2 separate regions of the Gossypium hirsutum genome follow, and region 2 is linked to region 1. Evidence: chromatin contacts called from public Hi-C data. All regions are on one chromosome and are shown on one strand. The core of a region is the stretch at or near the end of the contact, and the rest is flanking DNA. Distances in the headings are between cores, read along the strand shown. Region 1 holds the start of LOC121222462 (transcription factor RF2b). Region 2 holds the start of LOC121222464 (aminoacyl tRNA synthase complex-interacting multifunctional protein 1).

Region 1 (4,770 bases), core at 1,558-4,057:
TAATTTAGTTTGTGGACAGAACATACCATCACGTAGCTGAGCCTGCTGTTCCATAGCTTGTAGCCGAAGCTTAAGCTCAGTGTTCTCAGTAGTCAAGCCTGTTGTATCTCTCTAGAATAGAACACAAGAAATAAGGCTATTAAATATTCCATATCATCAATAGAGAAAGTCATAAGCAACACAAGATGAAAGACATCCAAAATTAATGGCAATTTCAGAAACTAAGGTGCCTTTAACAGAGTTACAAGCACATATAAACATGTAAAACAATAAAAGTATGAATCAAGAAGAATTGAAAACACAATCGCAAAAAGCTTTTGATGCACTAGAAAGTAGAGCTGCAAAATACTGATTGTTTAATATGTAGATCAGATATTCTCAGAAGGAATGCAAATGGTCACCATGAACAAGCTCTAAAATTATGCAATGAGAAAGGCAAGTGTTTGACAAAAACCTGGAAAAGGGTTAGTTGCGCAGAAAGAGTAGTTGCTTCCGTTTGAAGTGTTTGGACCTTTCTCTCCAGTTCAGATATATATCGGGCTTTTCTCTCTTTAGAGCGAGCAGCTGACTGACGATTTGCGATGATCCTACACAAGTTATGAAGTTCTCAGCAGAAACTTGGATGGAAGCACATAGCTCATCAAATAATGACAGTCAATCTATGGAAGAGAATTTCCATTTCCCAATAAAAGTTGAGTGAAGAGAACAATTTCTCTAACCCAGCCACCTCACCAAATGCTTGTGCATTTAGGGCAATATAAACTTTTTGAATAATATATAAATAACAGACTCGAGTTTAGAGGCTCTCAAACACTAGCAAATATGAGTGAAGAAAGGCTATAACATTCTAAATCTAGAAAAATTCACAATCACGTGACCTTCTCAAATCCATTATTCGCATTCCAAAGTTTGGAATGAACAGCTCATTCGCCCAAAACTCAAACTTATTAGAAACCAACAGCGACCAAATGTGTCCGTCCACTAGTCATTTTGTTGTAATGTCATACTAGTACTGCATGAAATATAGTGACATGCAGGGTATAGATTGACAAAAAAGTTATGAAAACTTTCCATCAAGTTTTAAGAATATGATAAAACTATCAGAAAACTTTTCAAAAACATCATTTAGGAGGAGAAAAAGTGGCAATATCAATTAGTTTACGGTCAGGAATACGGCAATCAGATTAATCACTGCTGGATTTTGTTATGAAACAAATATCCAGTGATACTCAAACAATATTTTTCCTACCCACGACCTAGTATTACAATATTAAATGGTGTAACAGACCATTCGTATGCTGAAATACCTAGACAAGCATAAAATGTTTTTAGCAATTTGAGATAGAGATATATAATTGAAATTCAGGTATAATTTACTAATACAAATATTCTATTCAGCCCTCGATCAGGAAGCATTTATGAAATCTCCTAATCAGGGTACAAAACAAATAACCATATATAGAACACGCCTTACAATTCACATGAATTTTTCATTTAAAAAAAAGAAGAAGCGAATGGTTTTAAGAACTTCCGAAAATAACAAAACTCCATTCTTCAAGGCTCAGAAAAGTAAATTGTTAACAAAAGGATAGTCAACAATGCAACCAAAACGTCCACGAAACCAGAGAAAAAAGCTAAGAAACATGCATGATCCATAAAAGAGTACCTAAAATTAGTTCAAACTCATAATAGACACCAATTATTAGTTACATAGAATTGCATGTTTTTCATGAACCCTAGTAACTCAGTTTCTTTCAAATTCCACCCTCCCCTAAAAAATATATTTCCAAGTTTCAACTTCTTAATTCACTTCCTAAATTGCCCAAGACACTATTTATAACCAAAACAAGAGGAACAGAAAGTCAACTTGATACCATTGAGATTAAGAAAAGAAAGAAAAGAACATTTCAACAAAATAATCATAACACCCACGAAAATTTAAATATATATAACCAACCAACAATAAAGAAAAAGACACAAAATTTTTAAACTAGCACTACAATGTCGTTCATAAATAACTTCCCCTAATAATCTACCGAAAACCAAAACACAAACTTTCCATTAAAAGCTATAAGCTTAAAGTTTCTTCACCAATTGCAAGAGTACCCAAAACCAAATGCTGTAAAAAGAAGCCCGAAATAGTGGAAGAAAAAAGAGAAGTAAATTCCAAACCTTTTGGCTCTCTTAGGGTCAATAGTCCACAATTCAGCAAGCTTATCAGGAGCCATAGCTTTCTTAGCTTCAATGGACTCCATTAGCGAGCACCCATCAACTGAATTACTATACCTATGCCTTCCTTTCCCACCTTCATTAGTCTTCTCCCCCATCCCCGCCGACCCGCCACTGATTTCATCTCCTTTGGGATTATGAGCGGATCCAGCAGTTGAAGAGCCAGTAGCACCCCCTCCTTCTTCGGCTCCCTTAGATGATCCCCCTAGCTTCTCAATATCCATGTAACTGCAAAACAAGTCGTCTTCGGATCCCATTCCTTCGAAAGGGTCGGAAACGAGATCCAAGTCATCCGGGATCCGAAATTGAACTTCAGACTGGGCTCGCCTGTGGTAAGAGCCTCGGAAAGTGGTTGGGTTGGGAAAAGAAGGGGTGGTGGATGATGCATTGGAGGGAATCGGTGGATCCGGGTTCGGCTTCAGACTTGGTGGATCCTGCATTTTGGTGTTTCCTTTTAGATTCAGATCTCAGAAAACTCAGCAGAGAATGAGAGAGAGAGAATGAGCGAGCCAGCCACCTGAGTGTTGAAATTATTTTATCTTTCTTCTTCGCTTCTTTCCTAACAAAATACAACTTCATAAACGACGCCGTTTAAGTAAACACTTGACATAAATTTTTTTTTAAGTATTTGGAAAGTTACCCGTAATTGAATTTACTAATAATTACTTGTAATTGTATACGTGTCACATTTAATTATCTATTTTAATCAATAAATTTTAATTAAATCTATACTTAATTAATTATTTTAGTTGTTTATTCTTTAAAGAGTTCAGAACTGAGAGAATTATTAAATAATTTGCAATGATTACATTCAAGCTTTATTTTTTTTAAAAAAATTAATTAGATTAGGAAATTAAAATTTAATGCCTAAATATTACACTATCTTATAAATTAAAATTAACATATAAATTAAATCTTAATTTTATAAAGAGCCAAAATTAAAATTTGATCATTATTTTATGATATAAAAAAAAGAAAAAAAAGAGAGGAGCGCAAATGGTTAAAAGAAATGGGAAGGCATATGTTAATCTCTATATGCCTCTAAGACTCTTAATGCATTCAAATTATATATAATCACATGATTTTTCAATAAAAAGGTTGATGGTATTAACTATTTGGACTAATTAATAACATTATAAAAATATAGAGACCAAATCGTGTTAGAAATTAAATATCAAATTTTGACATAATAGAAAGACCAAAATTGAAATTTAACCACTTTTCTATAATGTGAGAGAGTGCGTCAAAATATTATTCTAACAAAAAATTTTGTTAATAATTTCGAATTTAAATAAATTTATTTAAACTCAAAATTTTTTTGTTAGAATAATATATATTTTTAAATCCAGTAAAAAATTAATCAAAGTAGTTAAAAATATTAGCTCTTTGGACTAACTAATAACATATAAAATATAGATACTAAATTATGCAAGAATTTAAAGAATGAAAATTAAATCTTAAACTTAGGTAAAAGGGACTAAAATTGGAATATTACCATTTCCCTGATGAAAAAGAGGTGGACACTGAAAGGGTGGACACATGTCGACAGCAAAACCTTTGTTTTATATATAGTTATGTAATTTTACAAAGTAATTATATATTTTTTAAAAAAATCAAAATGCTTTATTGAATTAATTTTTTTAAAATTTTAAAATGTCATTAATTTTATTGTCAATGCCCAAGTGGCCCAGCCCGCCTTAGGCAACCATCTTTTGATCTCATGCCCGTACGAATTCAAGTTGAGATTTTAAAAAAAAATTTAATTTAATTATAAAAATATATAAATATTAACATATAATTATATTTATTTAATATTTTATTTTTTATAATTACAGGTGCATTTATTTGTTTTACAGCTTAAATCTAATTTTATTTTAACCGGGATAATATTTAAATAAAACTCTAACAACAATAATAATTTTAGAATTCAAACTCAATTCAACTCCTTAAAGAAAATTGAAGCCTAACCCGTAATTCCCTCTAAAAACTACCAGCATTCTCCCTAAATAAATAAATTTATTTTCATTTTGAATGATAAAAAGGTAAATATTCATTTTGGTACCTTAACTTGATTTCAAGTTTTAAATTGGTAAGTTTTTTTTTCTAATTAAGGCTTTAAAGTTCAGATGGGTGCCTAAATATTATTTTGGTCCAAATAGGTACCTAAACTTGGTTTTTTAGTTCAAATCAGTGCTTGAATTTGACTTTATGGTCTAAATTAGTACTTAGTTATTTGAATCAATTTGAACTATGAACCCAAGTTTAGGTACTAATTTGATCCAAAAATTCAAGTTCATGTACCTAATTGGACCAGAAATGTTTAGGTATCAAGTTGAACCTTGAAATCAAGTTTTAGGGGTGAGTAAAACTCGATTCGACTCGAAAAAATTGAAGAAAATTTTGAATTTCGAGTTCAATGAATCGAGTTAACTCAATTTTTTTTTCGAATTTCGAGTTCGAATCGAGTTTTTCGAATTCGAATAAACTGAATAGCAAACTATAATATTTTACATTTTTACCCTAAATTTTTCATTTGATTTG
Region 2 (4,377 bases), core at 1,227-3,726, 360 kb after region 1:
TTTCTTCTTAAAAATATTTCTTTTTGATTTATAGTATTGCATGGGTCCAAGCGCTGATATAACAGTTTATAGTTTCAACCAACGTTTTTTAAGTTGAAAAATTTAAAATTTTAAAATTATGATTTAATCATCAAATCAGTTCACTCAATTTATATCGATTCTCAATTTAATTAATTTAAAACCATCTTTTAAATTGATTCCTTGATATTTTTTAATCTGGTCCAACCGATGGCTCGATATATTTCAAATAACATTGGTTTGGAGACCAGTAGAGGTGATCATGGGCTGGGTTCGGGCCGAGCCCAAAAAAAAATTTTAGCCCGCGTCCTAGGCCCGGGCCTGGCTCGAAATATGGGCCTGAAATTTTATCCAAGCTCGGTCTGGAAAAAAATTTCTAAGTCCGAGCCCGGTCCAGCCCATTTTTTTAATAAAGACCAAAAATTTATTTTAAAAATAAATAAAAAAAGCATTTTAAAAATATTTTAAAATAAAAAAAAATATTTATTATATTTGGGCCGGGCTGGGCCCGGGCCAAAAAAGTGGTGCCTGAGGCCCGATCCGTTTTCTAAATGGGCCTCCTTTTTTTACCTAAACTCATATTTCGGACCTATATTTTTAACCGAACCCTTCCATATTTCGGACGGGTCATCAGGCTGGGCTGGGCTGCCCGGCCCATGAGCACCTCTAGAGACCATTGAGGGAGGTGAGGGGATGGAATTGGGCTGCTTTGGTTTGTCCATTTCTCTATCTTGTCCTCAAGTGGAGATATGGGGGGTTGACCAAATTAAGATTGGAATTTATGCAAAACAGAGGGAATCTGCTACTTCTGCAACACTACACATATTTCAATCCATAGAATAATGTTTATTGAGCTGTTGTTTTCATGGGTATGGCTGCTCTCTCCTTACTCTACTTTACAACTCTTATTCTTTGTTATTTATTTTTTATTATTATGATTTAAATATCTAATGAGAAATCCAACCCCCAATTTATTTACATAATACTATATTATAGTATATTCACGTAGATAAAAATAATTATTTAATATATTTGATAAGAATTAACATAAAAATCAAATATTATTTCAATAAAAATAGTAAAATCGAGAGAATTAAGATGTGATGTTTTCAGTCTAAATCCCATCATAAACATATATATTTTTCTGGATTTTATATAAAAAGATAAGTATGTTTATGTAGGAAGTAGGTTGTCCCTAGTAGCACATAAAGCCAGGTAGTAAAACGACACACCTCTCTTGCGTGTTTTGTTTTATACTTTCTTTTGTTGTTGATTTTTATTTTAGGGTGAATTAATCTAAAATATAATTTGTTTATTTATTCTAATTAAAATAATTATTCAAACTAATCACTCTGGTTAAAATTATTTTTTATTGATATGGCACATTAACCCATTAAATAACATGTTACATTCTTTTTTGTTGACTTTGTTATAATTAGACCAAAAACATATTTTTATTTTTTGGTTTACTTGTAAGATGAAGATTAAGTTGGTTTCTGGGTTGTGTCTTGCAACTTATTTCCTTCCATGCCGTTGCTGCTACTGCGTTGTGTGTTAGGTAATTGAGAAGATGAAACTGTTCGGACCACCAGGTGAGTGTTATGGGAGGAAGAAAAGATTTGTTTCTTTATCTTACTGTTACCATTATCGTCATCTGAAGCTGTGTTGAAGGGCCAACATTTCACCACGTCGATGCCTCTCTACGCAAACAAAGTCAAATGACAAGAACACAAGAAGGGAGAAGAAAAATCTTTCTAGTAACCATAATATGTATTTACCAAAATTTTAAAATTTTACAACTTCTTTTAAAATATGCATTTACCACATTTTTTTAATTTTTAATTTAATAATGACTTAAAAATATTTAATTATTTTTAAACCAGTTTTGAATTTTTGTTAAAATAATAATTGGACTCGTATATTTTATTAATGATAAAAAGTATAACGTGTCAATCAAACAAGCAAGACGCTTGTCAAAATTATATACTTCTCGTAGTATTGCTAGCATTTTTATTATTTTGTAGCTTTAAAAAATGTGGATATTTAGTAGATTTGTGTTTTTAATTTAAAATTAATGTGAAATGAAAAGAAGTATGATTAATAGTTGTATATTATTTTGGAATGAGATTATACTTTAACTAATACAATCAAATATTTGTTGATGAATATTTAGAAGATTGAACTATGAGATGGTAAAAGTCTTTTTTATCTTAACCAGTGATCGAGGGTTTAATCCTCTTCTTAGATATGAAATAACTTTAAAATTTGTGGTCAGTATTTACTCCTTAATAGGTCGACATAATGCGAAAGATTAACACTATATATATATATATTTTTGTTATTTTCAAATTTATTATAACGCCACTTTTTTAATTATATGACTATTGAAAAAATTAACAATATTACTGATTAGACTGAATTTTAAAATTAAAAAATTAAATTCCAAATTTTTGAAAATTACTCCTCAACTAATCTTAAAGAATGGCCTAGGACTTAGCCGAAACCTTAAAGCAGCCCAACATCTTGACAACATAAATCATCTGTAAACTAGCTAAGGTTACAAAGTGACAAGTATGGAGTGATGTCCAGTCTACCAAGGAACCAGGCTTAGCCCAATCAATATTTGGTCAAGCTTTCCTGAAGTGAAAAAGCTCATCAAACCACAAAAACCCTACGTCTGTTTCTTGGTCTAAAGAACTCTTCAAGGGAGAAAAAGAGAAGAAAACCCAGACATGGCAACCAATGGAACCAGTGATCTCAAAAGGAAGCAAGGAATAGTATCATCTCTTTGCAAGCACTTCTCTTTGGATCCTGTGAGTAAAATTGAAACACCCATCTTTATAATTTACTTCCTTTATCTTGTCTGCATGTCGTTTATTTTATTCTGTTTAGCTAAAATCTCTTTCATTTTTACTTAAGGAAGCGATTTACTTACTTTTATGTAATGGGTTTTACTTCAGTTCAGTTATTATTTCCTTATCAATTAAGTGTAGAAGAAGGGAAACATGCTTAATGTATTTCAATTTGTAATAACCATGCAATTTGCTAAGTTTTGCTTACATTTGCAGTCAATTGAGATGTGCTTTATTTATCTGGTTCCCTAATTATGTGCCAATATTGATGGCTATATAAAATCTTACTTTATTTTGCAGAAGGCTTTTTCAAGTCAAGTCCCTGGAAATGATATTAAGGCCCTGTACATAAACATTTTGAAGTCATCAGGGAAGGAGTCACCGCAAAATAATGATGAGGTAATGTGTAGTTAGCCTTTTTCATGAAAGTATTCATCTTTGTGTAATCTAGCTCCTATGTTAGTGTTAGTGAAGTAGGACCTGAGGTCATTTCTCTTTATAAAAGTATATTGGTAAAATTAAGGTGACTGGCATGAATTGGAAAAATGATCTCTTGCATGTTTCTCCGCTGTGATTTACTCTTTCCTAAAAACGTTCACTAATATGAAAAGTTTGAACTTGACTGTAGGTGATGAAGTGGATAGCTTTTGCAGACAGCTTTCCCAGTGATTCTAAGGCATGCCATGGTGGTTTGAATGAATTAAACACCGACTTGGCTAAAAAATCTGTACTTTTGGGCAATGGATTTACACCCTCAGAAGCTGATGTTATTGTTTTTTCAGTCATACATAGTTCAATGGTATGTATTGCAATATATACTTCTCACTTTGTGTTTCAAAGAGAGGGTATCTTGGTGCGAACTGCTAAATTTATGTTATACTCGAAGAAAATTAACTGCAATTCCTTTGCGAAAAATTGATAGCCTTTACTTGGTATGCTTGTTTGTTGTCAGATTGCCCTTTCAACTCCAGAGAAGGAGAAATTGCCACATGTGATGCGATGGATGGATTATATCCAGGTAGAGACATTTTCTGTTGTTTTGAATTTATAATTTTGTTGGATACCTAATGGATTCTTGTTGCAGCTTTTTTCTGGGTATTATTTGGTTTTCCTGCATTTGGTAGCTTTTGTCTAGTGTGTTATTTTGCGGAGACAAGTAGAAAAAGCTATTTGCGGCTTTATGTAGGAATCTGAAATATAGATTTGTCAGTTGAACACAGCCTGGTAGCGCATGGGACAACCTCTGCTATTCTTGTTCATGGTGTTTTGTCTATCCTGTAGTTTAGCTTCTGTTTTAACATTTCATCAACAAGATTTTGCCTAGCCGCTGAGTATAGTTTGAGGATATGATGCAGATGCCATGTTGACACTCCAGTCTAAGCCTTTGTTTTTATTGTCATGAATTCATGTCATCCATTTATCCCGACTTTTACTGGCCTATTTGTGAATCAAGTTAGGAAGTGGGGATTGAAACTTGATATTTCCTTTTTGGTGTTAGGTTGTATCT

Evidence for each region. A called contact is a pair of places that touch in the nucleus more often than the background predicts.
Region 2: a Hi-C map of leaf shows a contact between it and region 1, with 3 times the contacts expected there. The contact joins the promoter of LOC121222464 here to the promoter of LOC121222462 in region 1. A contact is called at or near these places in 3 of 34 Hi-C or Micro-C datasets (hypocotyl and leaf).

The regions. Positions count from the first base shown.
Region 1 is chrD10:54,626,439-54,631,208 of Gossypium_hirsutum_v2.1, forward strand. It overlaps LOC121222462 (transcription factor RF2b), which reads right to left and starts at 2,808. Exons shown (of 4, transcript XM_041103292.1): 1 at 2,173-2,808; 2 at 455-587; 3 at 27-111. The coding sequence starts at 2,669.
Region 2 is chrD10:54,985,823-54,990,199 of Gossypium_hirsutum_v2.1, forward strand. LOC121222464 (aminoacyl tRNA synthase complex-interacting multifunctional protein 1) reads left to right here and starts at 2,477. Exons shown (of 12, transcript XM_041103306.1): 1 at 2,477-2,831; 2 at 3,174-3,269; 3 at 3,499-3,669; 4 at 3,823-3,888. The coding sequence starts at 2,751.